Regions from separate parts of the Zea mays genome. Here region 1 is linked to region 2. Evidence: chromatin contacts called from public Hi-C data. All regions are on one chromosome and are shown on one strand. The core of a region is the stretch at or near the end of the contact, and the rest is flanking DNA. Distances in the headings are between cores, read along the strand shown.

The links. A called contact is a pair of places that touch in the nucleus more often than the background predicts.
Region 1: a contact with region 2 is called in a Hi-C map of tassel, with 2.5 times the contacts expected there. The contact joins the promoter of LOC103646599 here to the promoter of LOC100281366 in region 2. A contact is called at or near these places in 6 of 25 Hi-C or Micro-C datasets (ear, endosperm, leaf and 2 more).

What each region holds. Positions count from the first base shown.
Region 1 is chr2:76,987,996-76,995,065 of Zm-B73-REFERENCE-NAM-5.0, forward strand. It overlaps LOC103646599 (dnaJ homolog subfamily C member 2), which reads left to right and starts at 2,609. Exons shown (of 2, transcript XM_008671306.4): 1 at 2,609-2,979.
Region 2 is chr2:76,492,198-76,499,000 of Zm-B73-REFERENCE-NAM-5.0, forward strand. It overlaps LOC100281366 (violaxanthin de-epoxidase), which reads left to right and starts at 3,236. Exons shown (of 6, transcript NM_001154284.3): 1 at 3,236-3,370; 2 at 3,814-4,006; 3 at 4,097-4,266; 4 at 4,595-4,691; 5 at 4,772-5,163; 6 at 5,249-6,024. The coding sequence starts at 3,827. The coding sequence ends at 5,750. LOC100381501 reads right to left here and starts at 3,103. Exons shown (of 12, transcript NM_001174332.1): 1 at 2,938-3,103; 2 at 2,728-2,824; 3 at 2,525-2,588; 4 at 2,067-2,168; 5 at 1,919-1,983; 6 at 1,156-1,254; 7 at 1,018-1,082. The coding sequence starts at 3,011.

The DNA.
Region 1 (7,070 bases), core at 1,359-3,858, 500 kb after region 2:
TGCGGCTCGGACCTTCACATGAATAACTTATGTAATTAAATTTAACTATACATGCACTACATCGTGGGATGTTTCATTAATAATATATTATCTAAGTGGGTTGGTATTTACCTATACTTAGTAATTGCTAATAAAATTTTGACCAACCAAAATTAAAAGCAATGCTCAACCTCAACCAATATCCTTAGTAAGCTTACACTACACCTTTTTCACACTTTCTAAGTGATGACCGTATGAGAGATCACCCTTACTATAATCACACCGAGTCAAGAGCAGGTACCACTAGATGAGGACTACTATGATGAGTTCGGAGAGATCTAGGCTATCGTCTCCTAGTCAACTGTGATTGTGGAGGATCATCGTCATCATATGGTGTAATTTATTTAGTTATTTTGTATAGAAATTGTATTAAATAATAAAGATGTGACATTGTTTTCTGTACACTAAGTCATCATGTGTGTGAAACTTGATCCTGACACACATTTGAGATGCATCTGAATTTGTCCTTAAATCCTGACGTGACAAGTATGGGGATAGGTAAGCTGCTGGAGATAGTCTTGTAATTAATATTCAAATACCTGCAAAAGCCACGTAGGCGCTGGCGGTCAACCCGAATAAGGTTGTCTTCAGCGGTTCCCTTTATACTACACCCCTAAATCTCACTTTTTTCACCATCTTCCATCCCCTAAAGCCTAGCTCCTGCAACGGTTCTCTCTAAATTCATGCCCTATACATAATACACCATATTTCTAACATATTTTAAATTAGATTTTTTTCATATATGTATTTTATATTCTAAAATGTACATATATATTAATTATGTGTTATGTGTTTAATTCGTAGTTTATAGTGTAAAATGGTATATGGAGAAAGAGAAAGAATACTATAGATGTAGGGTAAGAGGATATGACTTCAAATTTAGAGTATTTTTAGAGGTATCCGCTGCAGTTTTAGGATGCTCGTAAAGCTAAGACTATCTACAGCAGAATCTCAATCTTACTCCCTATCTTACTCTCTATTTAAAACTTTATTTTATAAAAAATATAATTTATAATGTAAAATAGTACTTTACATGATCTTATACACAGTCTGCTGGAGATGTCTTTTTGGGTGAATCTAGCGTCTAGGGTTTAGAGTTTTAGGTTAGACGAGCCCGATCGGTGCGTCTCGGCCCATGGACTCAGATGCCGTGTCCTGCGGCTGGAGTATTTGCTGACACCACTCACATCATTTCCTCTTCCTCCCAGCGCCGCCTGTCCTCGCCCTCACCCTAGCGCCGCCGTGCCGTTTCTACCTGGTGGCGTCCCGCCGCACCACACCTAGCACGGTGCGCTATCGTCCAATCGTCTCATACGCAACGTGTTGCCCGTCCATACCCTCCCCCTAGTGTCGGTGCTGCGCCACCGCCTATCGCCTGCCGCTCCCAAACGAGCGCACATGTGCCGTGGTTTTCCTCGTCGGCTGCAACTTTCTGAAACCTCTGTAGCCGCCCTGGTGAGTTAAACCACTTTCTGGAACCTTTGAAACAATATGCAACTTTGTCAAACTGCAAGGTCAAGCCACTGAATCTTGAAAAAAATAAAAGGAAGCCCCGTGAAACTCCAGTACTTTTGAGATCACTGAATCGACACTGTAAAATTTATGTTGTTCTAAAAAATAGCAACTGCTTTCAACTTTATGTTGATCTGAGAATAGTTCGAGCAAATCTGAATCCACCCATGTCAGTTTTGTGTTTTTTCCTTCTGAACACTGAAGAACAGGATATATGTATTACATTTTCTATTTTGCAACAGTACGTGGAGTTAAATAAAAGTTTGCCATTTTTTTGTAATGCTGAAGCTTGATCTGTGAATTTTATATAGGTCCATTTACCAGTCACTAAACATAATAGTTGAAGATAATTGTGAGGTCCATTTTGCTGTGCAATCCCTTGGTTTGATCACAGCCACACATGAAAAACTCGAAATCCCTCAAGTGACACAAGATAGTAAACCCTGGTTTAGAAGGTCAGTAGAACTGTTTATATCCCTGTCATCATTTTCTGCTGGATGTTCAGCCAGATAAGTTTGCACAGTCATGTATACACGTCATAGGTGGGACCAGTGGTGGATCGAGCTCCCGGGCGGGGCGGCGGGCGCCCGGGCTCTTCTTTTACTGGCAGTGTAAACTCCAGTGCATTTCTTGGGCGTGACGTGTGGGTGACAGGACGACGACAGCATGGGCACTTCTTAGCGTGCAACGAATGACAAAAGGAGCATGGGCACGAGTTTCATCCCTTAGGCCCAAGCGCCGCTTGCTGGTTGCAAATTATTTGGCGCTTCTCATGCTCTCTTGTTGAGACTGCAAGTGTGATCACGAGAGGACTCCAGCACTTGTCTGATGCGTCGATGCTAGTATGGGCTGTAGGGATAGCAATTTTGCTGTGGGTTCGGATATCCGCCGGATATCCGACCCGTCAGATTCGGTTTCGGATACAATATTTCACCCGCGTATCTTACCTGTACCCGTACCCGAGGTAACATCGGGTCGGATTCGGATACTATACTTTACCCGCGGGTCCCTGTGGATATCTGAAAATATGCAAATAGGAGTCAGCTGTGGCCCAACTGCAGGCCCAACTTCAAGTCTTCAACTAACCCAACCCGCATAGGCACAGCCGGTCAGCCGCACACCACACTCCGTCTCTACTCTATAACCTAGGCCATCGGCGGCGGCGGATCGGCCACACGCCCACACCTCAGGCTCAACCATCCGTCCCTCGACCTGTGACCTGCCCACCCACCGCCGCCAGCCTCGAACCGTCGAACGGCCAGCCAGCTAGCCGCACGGCCAGCCAGCCCGCAGCATGGCCAGCTAGACGGCACCCAGCCAGCCAGCCAGCCGCACGGACAGCCAGCCCGTAGCGGAGGAGCCCCTGTCCGCCCGGCGCCCCGGCCACCGGCCACCGCTAGCCAAACACCGAAGCACGTCGCTGTGAAGGTGAAGCAGCCCTCCAGCGCCGTTTCATCCCTTGCTGTTTTGTTGAATACTTTCAAGTTTGGTTCAAGTGTGGATTCAAGTGTGGTTGTGTTACTACTATTATTTCTATATGATATATTTGTGATTTGTCTAAAGTCTAAACTCTATGTGATAATGTGAAATTTGATTTTATATAGCTATATATGAGTGTCAACAGAGAGTTATGTGTCCCTGTGTAGCAGTTTGATTTATTTGTGTGAAGTGTAATTATACCCGCGAGTATCCGATACCCGCCCGATACCCGATAGGTACGGGCACGGGTACAAAATCCTACCCGCGGGTATAGTCACGGGCGGGTATAACTAATGCCCACGGGTATTGTCGCGGGCGGATATTTACCATATCCGATCCAAACCTGACCCGTTGCCATCCCTAATGGGCTGTATGGCACCACATGCCCAGCATGCTAGCTGGTAACATCTAATAAATTAAAATACTATTCTTTAAATAAGCTAATCAGACAATCAGATCAGCCCATTGGCAGGAGCAGTGCTGCTTTTATCTGGCAATCAATGTTCTTTTTCTTTGAGTTTCTTCCCTACATGGCTATATCCTTAGTCATGTTAACTTGTTAAGCAAATAAAATTTAAGCCTTATTTGGAATATTGTAATTTTTAACTGGACCCTTTTTAATCAAATTTATTTGATGCATTTCATTACTTCAATCGCTCAACTTAAATATATTTTTCAAACTTTCATGATTTATAATATTCTACTCATATATTTACACAAGGTATCTTTTTATATATTATAATATATTATGTATCATTATGTTTTGGAATGCAAACCATTCAATTTTTTTACTTTTGTGAATATTATTTAGAGATATTATCGTTATCTTTTTTATACTTTTCATTCTAAATGTTTACATGTGTATTATGTAACACATCCAATAAAAAAATTATTGGCGATGAATAAATTTATGCATGTCTTTATATATATGCAGTTATTCATGTTTATTGCTTGTTTATAGACTAGCCTAGGCTCTAAAAGGATCCTGTATCCGCCACTGGGTGGGACTGTCTCCTGAGCAGACTGACAATGAAATTTCCTAGAATTAGTTGTTGCCTTAACCTGTCATAGTTGGGCCCTGCACTCCAAAGCACAGAAGTGCCAAATAGAGAGACGTGAGGGCAGAAGAAGCATGTATCACTCGGAAAAAGGAAGCCATCCTTTCCTTCCCACCGCCACCTCTATTTATTACTGTCTGCTAGGGTTTTATGGTTGGCTTCACAACCCTGAGAACCATCGCCTCCAAACCCTAATTCTCCCTTATTGCGTCCTTGATCCTTTGTGTCCCTGCCATCCCTATCCTCTCGTCCCTTCCATGCGACCTCCCAAACCTCCATGTCGCCTCCTTGCAATGAGCCGACACACGGATTGAAGGGAAATTCATTGGCCCTAGTCCTTCTTTTGGTAAGGAAGGTCTGATCAGACCTTCGTTTGTTTCAATCAATGTTTGAGGCTTTGATATTTATTGTGTGGAACGAGGTTAAGTCACCATCCGATTAGTGAGAATGCATAATTTATGAAACGATCCGCCATGGGGATCTGTGATACCTGATGGATTTGAATTACAAGGGGGCATATGCAGGGGGTGTCCACCCACCCCATCCTATGCCTTGTTGGGCTTGTTTTGTGGTTCTTAGGATTAGCATGCCATGTTCTAATTTGTTCTGGTTTGTGTGCAGAGTACACATGTCGTGTTGCATTTGTATACCTTCTTGTAACTTAAGATCATTGGCGCTTGCTTTAGCAAAGACAGTAGGGCACAAAGAGTACCCAAGGAAGGATTGCTACTTTGCTAGGGGACCAGGGAGTGAGTCCTGTGACCGTAGAGTATGTCTATGGGGTCATGACATCAAGACCATAATACACAAGGATTTTCTAGAGGTTTGAGCTGCAGTGTATAATATCCTACGTCCTATTGCTGATCATAGGCTGTTGTATATGGATGATACACAAGGGGTGAGACAAGCGATACTATCTCTAACTGTTACTATCTTGGCCGAATTGAATTGAACTTCCTTGGCTTGAGTTTGGTGGATCTTGAAGTGATTGTGTGGCGTGTTCAATGTCCCGTTCTGTCAGGACATGTCAGGGCCCAAGGGGGCTGCGCCAAGGAGCACCAACAATGAGCGCAAGTCAAAGGATAAGAAGATTAGTTGAGATTATCTAGGAGATTAGTTGATATTATCTAGGAAGGTTACCAATTAGTAGTTTGTTGAGAGTTTTTTGTGAGTTTTAAGGAGATAAGGATCTCTAACTAGATAGGGGCGGCCAGCCAAATAGCCGTCCTATTTATGTAATCAATGGATGAAAAATAAAGTAAACAAGAATTAGAAGGGAGAAACCCTCCTCTTGCTTGGCTGTGGGCAGAGGCCCCTGGCCGGCCCTCCTTCTAGTGCCCCTAACCCTAGTCGTTGCTCTCGAATCCCTCACAGTCCATCCAGTGAACAGTACCACAGGTACCGCAACACTGTTCATCTGCGTGAACAGTACCACGCCTCCCCATCCAGCAACCCGACGACGTCCAAGCGTCGGGGTCTTGGTCCTAAACCCCAAATCTACCACTCGTACTACCTCCGTAACCCTAGATCCATAACACGTTCCGCCTGAACTGAAATGCTGCACTACCATCCTCTTTTATAGTCGAAAGGAGCAATAGTTTGACATGTTTATACCACTCGTGGTCCCTACTTGTCATTGGGCTAACAACCCCTGCCCATCTTGGGCTTGTGATAATTTGACTTGCAACTAGCATGTATTGGTGTAATCATTCTTGTGGAGTTGTGTAATCGTGGTTTTGACTTAAGTAAGGATGATGTCTTGATGGTTCCCAGTACGGTTCTTTGTACCCTTTATCATAGGTTAGAAACCCTGCATTGCCTAGTGATGGCTATGAGGATTCTCTCAATCTTGTAGCAGGTAGGATTGCCTGAATAGATATTGTTATGACGGGTATAACTTATGGGCGGAGGGCTAAGCAGCCTTTCGATCGGCCCACTAAGTAGCCCGATATCAGGAAGAGATTAGTCATATGAATAATCTAGAGTCGGTTAGAGTAAAGATAGGGAAAAATATAGAGTTTGTTTGGGAGGTTTGTTAGGCGTGGTCCACAGACGTAATATAAGTCCAGTGAGTCTATAATCTGGAGTTTAAGCAAGATCAATCTAAGAAAAAGGGTTGTGCTTGCCTCACCTGTGTTCCTTGTTCTTCGCTGTGCGTGGGTTCTCGCCAAGAATCAGCACGACGGACACACGACATCGTTCCTCCCATCCAGAAGCCATCCACTCCTACAACCTGCGTAGTAGAGGTGGTCCTACCAGATATGGTCATAAATACTAAAGCATGCTTGCGCGGTAGCTTATGGTACACCTGCCCCCTATGCACGTGTCTAGGCGGAGGTGTGCCCGTAACGTCGTGCTCACATTTACTGTGAAGCTATAGTTATCCCTTTGCAAGGCGACTACCGCACCTACTTTCGGGGTAGGTATGATAACCTATGCCAAGGGTATTGGAATCCTAGCCAGCTAGCCTCGGATGATTAGCTACTAGTATATTCTCTTGTAGTTTATTATATTTTTTTATACACCATGCACACACTTGTGTGGTTATAGGACTGACACATGCATCGTGTAACGGTCTCAAGTGCCCTACAACCACCGTTCACTTTCTCGCTCGAAATCACCGAAATCTGGTGTTTTTTCGTTTTCGCTACTAAGCGTAAACAAATTTTGGTTCGGGTTTTAATGGATTTCGATTCAAAATAAAAAAATATAAAAGTCAAATTTTGGTCAACAAAACAAAATTCGGATGATCGCAAACGAAATGGTGAACCCTGCCTACAACCTAAATGTGTATGCACATTATGTCAGTCTCGTAATGTTGCTCATCACATATTTAATATGTTGTACCCGAGACTACATTGTCAGATGCACTGAGGCGCGAGCGCCCTTCGGGGCTTATACCGCCAGGTGCCGTGGGGTGCGAGGGGCCTAGGGTGCCTACATCTTTAGGAGCCACGCGATGCGAGGGGTCCCGGGGGCTTA
Region 2 (6,803 bases), core at 1,986-4,485:
AAATGAAATGGTGTGGGGATGGTCTTACCCCCACAGGTCGAGTTTTTTTAGTAATACTCTCATCAGTCAACATAGGTGCATAAGAAATTCAAGATGTGCTACCAATCATAGTTTAGTATGTGTTAAAATGCTTTACTTAGAACTGATAAAAAAATAACAAACCCAGTGCCGAAGGCTCCACATGAGTGGTGTCTAAGGAAGGGATAAACCGAAGCAATCCTTCCCTCAGAGGTTGCTTCGAACCCGCTTAAGCTTTTGGGTTGAACTGGTTATTGCGTCCACTCTAACACAGACTTACAAAGTAATACTCACTACTACTTAGAATTGATATTGATATCCCTATCCCTACTACTATTAAGAACGGAAGGTGGACACCTGGGTGTCGTTTGGTTCACATATTTGTAACGTAATGGGTAACGGATAACGTTAAATCATGTTTGTTTTAGTCCAACCGTAATCAGATACCACACTAAAATTTGATACCAGCCTATTCAAATTTGTTACCGTCAGTAATCAAGCGTAAACCATTACCATTACCATTTGCGTTACATTTTTTGAACCAAACAGCACCCTGGTGCTACCACGGCTTCACCCCGCCTGACACACTGGGCCCACCCCACGTGACCCCCGCCTCGGCGTCGTGCCCTATTGGCCCCACGCTCAGCACGCTCTCAGCTACTGCCCTATGGATCCCAGCGCCCGCGCAGCCACCACCAGACCACACGTACCTTAGTGTTTAGAAATAAACAATAATTATATAAAAATTAGTGCAAAGTGAGCATTTGAACACACGTCCACTACTCTAGAAATTTGGGGCTAACCACCAAACTACACGTAATTTAGCATTTAGAAATAAAAAAATAATTATATTTGAATAAATATCTCAATGCCTATTTATATGATATATTTAGGGTCCGTAGTAAAAGCACGGGCAACTGGTTAGTATATAGACTAAAGGTGAATGATATCTTTAGTTCCTTGTGTTCAATATAAAAAAGAACATGTGCAATACATTACCTTTGTAGATGTTGTAAAATTTCAAGTTCCATCGTACTTTTTTCTATTTGGTGATCAAGTTCCAACTAAAAAAATAAATCAAGTAAGTTCAGTAAATCTAAGAAAATAGAACATGTCATTGTAAACATACAAGCACACCTCATATATGTAGTCCTTGTCAGCAATGCTTCGATTTCTGCATGAATCAGTTGAGTCTGACAGCCCCAGAACAGAACTTTCATCAAAATGGTTCAAAGCCTACATCATGAGGGATGGAAGACTTTAAATGTCTTCATCTAAACTATGCTATTATTTTGGAAAAGAAGAGAATCAAAACAACTGATTTGTTGTGAGGAAAATAAATTAGTTTTCCTCTAGACTTCGGTTCAATAGAAATACAATGCAGCTTATGAGTTGCAAATAATACAACATTGATGTTGAGGCCATATAGTACATAAGGTTAAAATTGTACTACAACTCAATAGTTGTTGAGCTGTATATTATATCGTATTGTAAGTGTTGAAGTGTATAAGGGAATTGTCTATCTTCTCCTAACAGCTTAAGCTTTTAGGTTGAACTGGTTAGTGCATTCACTCTAACAGAGTATTAAAGCCAAAGGTTCAAATCCTAGCAGAGCCTTTATTTGTGTCTTCGCCCCTTTATTTTTCACGTTTATGCCTTTCTCTCTGACTGCTCGTGAGGACGTTGAAATGTATAAGTGGATTGCCTACCTTTTCCTAACAGCTTAAGTTTTTGGATTGAACTAGTTAGTCCGTCCACTCTAAAGGTAAGAAAATGCCAAAAGGATGCAAATCAACATAATACAGTTTCATGATTATAAAAATCAATGTCCATATTCAACTACTATAAAAATTATATTTTAGGCTACTTACTGTAAGGAAAAAACAATTTGGCTACTTACCTTTGGACCAAGATTCGAAATCAAAGACTCCAGCATTTCAATACCAACATCCAATTGAATCATATCTGAATAACAAAGACTGTTGGTTATTAACCCAGCAAACTGCCAGAGCTCAAGAAAGAAAAACATGGCAAATAAACAAACCAACCATTGAATGTTGTCTCTGCAGTGACACTAATCTCACCAGATACCTTCTGATTCCCCTGCTCTGCCATGGCTACATCCTTTCTCAGTTGTTCCAGGTATGCATCTGACCACAATAATGGCATTGTAATTTGTAAGTGATGCATTCGAAGCAAAAAAACAATTGAAAGCAAAGAAGCATCTTCATAATTGCACTGAACAAAGAGCCACTGCAGTAACAAGCAAATTTCAAAAGGGATGAATGAATCATTAATACATAAGAAGAATCTGTAAGGAAAATAAAGAAGACACCGCATTTACAAGCTACAATCTCGGAGCTTATATTTGATGATTCCTCTCCCTCGTTGTGTTCAATTGAGTCCACTAAGCAAATCTGCATCATGATGCTTATCGCTGTGACAGTGTACTTTGCATCGCATGGAACAAGCAAGTGTTGAAAACAAATCACACAGCCAAGCTTACCCAAATCATCAATTGAAACCGCAGCAGTGGCCGAGTCCCACTCATCCATCGCATCCTGAGCCGCCTAAAACAGGTATCCCAGAAGAAGGGAAACGTAATAATAGAAAACAAATCCAACAATTAGGCCACAATTCCGGCAAACCAAAGTGAATCCTCGCCCTCGCATGTGTCACAGAATCGACCCTGAGTAGCGACGACCTTACCTTGTGCGTGGAGTCCAAACCTAGTGCCACCTCATCCTCCGCCACCTCCGCCTCCGGCTCCACCTCCAGCCTTTTCAATGAGAGCTGCTCCACCCGGCTGAAACGAACACGCAAACAAAACAAAAGGGGAACAATGCAGATTGAAGAACCAGATCCACGGGAAGGAGGAACCCACCAAGCAGAGACGGAAAAGGAGGATCGCTGGCTAACCTATGAATGGCGGACGCATCGAGGGGCGCCTCGTCGGGACCTTGCGCCGGTACTAGGGCTTGCGCCTCCGCCATGGCCGTCTCACTCTCCCGCCTAGTAGACAGAGAGATTTGGTTTTCGAAACGGAGGGGAGAAGGAAAGCGAGCACGTGACTAACGTGAGACAGATGAACGACTGCGATTCGTCCGGGCATGCCCGACTCCCTTCAGCCGGATGCCTGGACTGGATCCGTTTGCGCTTAACGGGGCCCCGTTTGGTCGGCCCGTGATAAGCAGGAGGCCAGGAGCAGCCGCCAGCCAGCTAGCAGCGTCCCTGCTGCTCCGCGCCACACCTCTCCGCTTCATTCCTATCCGTCTCCCCTGCTCTATCGTCGTCCTCCTCCGTCGGGCCGGAGGAGCGTCTCTTTGTCGGCGCAGCGTGCAGAGCACCGCAGGTTCGGCTCTTTGGCTTGCTCATCCCTTCCCCTCCTCTCCTAGGTTCTCCATCCCGCGCCACCTTCTTGTTCCAGTTGCGTCTGCATTCAGGGCTACGTAGCATCATTAGACGAAGGTTTCGTGCGCGGTTAATCATGCTTGGAAGTGAGAATTTTGTGACCCGGATCGATCTTGGCGCATATTTTGGACCTAGTGATTGCGAGGATATAAACGCGCTAGAATTCAGCTGCGGACACTTCTTGTCAGATGTCTGGCGGCAGATTGGTAGTTCAGTCTTATTAATAAAATAAAACAAAAAAGAGATGAGTCATGGCTGCAATCCATAAACACAAACTGAGAATGTACTCTAATGTTTATCTAGAGAAAGCCTGAAACTTTTTCTGCGAACATTTCTGCTTGAATTGGTTTGAGTTCTATACTGAACTTTCCTCATGAGCTGCAGATTCAGAGACACGATGATGTCGCGACAGTGTGCAAACCGCATCTTTCTTACCGGAGGTTCCAGCTTCCTCCATGGCCTCAAATCTAGAGTTGCATCCAGTAGGAGTCACGGCACCGTCAGACTCAACTGGCGCTGCGTGAGAACTAATCTCTGGAGGGCCGAGCGCCTTGGTGTCAAGGCTACTCCGTCTGAGGTAATACGATTGCTTATTCGTTGCTACTGACCAATTCACCTCTTGTTATACCACTAAGAAGTAAGAACAGCAAGTTTTTGTCTCCTCCAGCATATCATTGCAGTACTGCAAGCGTCAGATATTTTCAGTGGCATCAGGAAATGGAGCAAGTTGCAATTGGTCGCCATGACAGGGGTGATGGCATGTGTAGTTCTGGTAGTCCCTTCTTCTGATGCAGTCGATGCTCTCAAGACATGCACTTGCCTGCTAAAGGAATGCAGGTGACTCTTCATCATACTGTCAACATAGTTTTGACACCATATAGGGGCTGCTTGGTTCGGAAATAGTCTCGCCTGGCCAAGCAAGCCTTGCCTTGCCACCGTAGCCGAGTGTAATTCTCTCGTAGAAACTAGCCAAAATCATGCCTACAGACCACAAAGGTTTGTGTGAATTTATATTCAGTATGTAGCCAATATAGGTCAAGAAGAAGTTAGTTACTACTTGAAACTAAGAGCTCCCCGATGACAAGTTTGTCATCTTTTGGATGAGAGTAACCTTAGATCATTTTATACATTTCTTACTCAATTAGTTTCTCTCTCTCTCTTTCAGAATAGAGCTGGCTAAATGCATAGCGAACCCATCCTGTGCAGCAAACGTAGCATGCTTGAACACGTGCAACAATCGACCTGATGAAACTGAATGTCAGGTTATTCCCATAAACCTTGAGCTCACTGAAATCTGCCAGAAAAAATAAGTTTTTTATGCCCTGCTTTTGTCATCCATCAGATAAAATGCGGAGACCTGTTTGAGAACAGTGTAGTCGATGAATTCAATGATTGTGCTGTTTCACGCAAGAAATGTGTTCCAAAAAAATCCGACGTCGGCGAGTTCCCCGTCCCCGATCCATCTTCGCTGGTTAAGAGCTTCAACATGGCAGATTTTAATGGCAAATGGTACATTTCAAGTGGCTTAAACCCGACGTTTGACACATTCGATTGTCAGCTTCACGAGTTTCATGTCGAGGGAGACAAATTGATCGCGAACATCACATGGAGAGTCCGCACCCCAGACTCTGGCTTCTTTACCAGGTCAACCGTGCAGCGTTTTGTGCAGGACCCATCGCAGCCCGGCATACTCTACAACCATGACAATGAGTTCCTGCACTATCAAGATGACTGGTAAACCCTCTTAGAAATTCTTTCTCACTACTGCCAATGTGCCCATTCCTCAAGGTTTATCGACTTGGTATTTGCTGACCTGTAGGTACATTATCTCATCCAAGGTTGAGAACAAGGATGACGACTACATATTTGTGTACTATCGTGGGCGAAATGACGCATGGGATGGTTATGGTGGTTCTGTATTGTACACAAGAAGTAAAACTGTACCTGAAACAATAATACCGGAGCTGGAAAGAGCTGCAAAGAGCGTAGGTCGGGACTTCTCGACGTTCATCATGACCGACAACACCTGTGGTCCTGAGCCTCCTCTTGTGGAGAGAATCGAGAAAACTGTGGTGGAAGGAGAGAAGACCATCGTCAGGGAGGTGAAGGAGATCGAGGAGGAGGTTGAGGAGCTGGAGAAGGAGGAGGCGTCACTGTTTCAGAAGCTGGCAGAAGGTCTCATGGAGGTGAAACAGGATTTCATGAACTTCTTGCAGGGGCTGAGCAAGGAGGAGATGGAGCTGTTGGATCAGCTCAACATGGAAGCGACTGAAGTTGAGCAAGTCTTCAGCCGTGCACTACCGTTGAGGAAGCTAAGGTAGCTGCAGAGCAAAGGACTTGGAGAAAACAAGCCATCAAGTACTGGCCGAAACGGATTCTATTTGCCACAGCAGTACCCACAGTAGAGATTGTTGAACAGATACAACAAACATTTTTAATTTTCTTTTCTTTTTCTTTTCTTTTCTTTTCTTTTCTTTGTTTACCCTTTTCTGTGGTCAAAACACATGCCTACGTTAGCCCTATTTGTAAAGCATCAAGAGACAACGTAACTTTTTCTTGCCAAACAGAGAAAAAAAACAAGTGTACTTAAGACTACGCTGACCATCTCTTGCATGACAATTGTTTGTTGTTATAGTTTCCTTTGCCATTCCATCTAAATTTAAGTCATTTCCCTATGTAAAATGCAAAATCAAAAGGAACTCTTATATTTGTACGCCGTAGTGCAGTAGGGGACCTCTACCCCAGTTTTAAAGTAGAAGTAAAAAACGGTATAGTTACATATCACCGAATTTCATGGGGTTTTTTAAGGAGACTATGGAAAAGTTGATTATACTAAAAATCTTCTTCAGGAAGACACCAACTAGAAAAATGCTAGTAAAAGGATAACTGGTTAACTTGTATGGATTTTACTAGCTGTGGTATGCAGTATTTTTTGTGTTTATAATCTTATCATAGCAATTAAAAATAACAAGGAAGCACACTGTAGCTTATTTCTAAATACTCCTTTTGTCCCAAACTAAAATTTATTTTAGATAATTAATAGTACATTTATACAATATTGGATTTATGTATTTTATATATGTGTCTAAATTCCATTTGAATATAGATAAAAAAACGAGCTAAAACGAATGCTATTTTGGGATGGAGGGAGTATATTTTATTTTCGAACGCCCCAGTTGGTATGCATGTCATTTCATTAAAAAGAAAAAAAGAAACAGGGTTGTCCAGCTACGGACGGACAGGATACACTAGACCCACATGTGACCTGAAAACTAGAAAAAAACAGATTTGATACAAAGCTCTAGACATGACCAACAGAAATGCTCTAAAAACAGTGGAGGACCATCCAGTCCTGGACAGCGACCAGACAACAA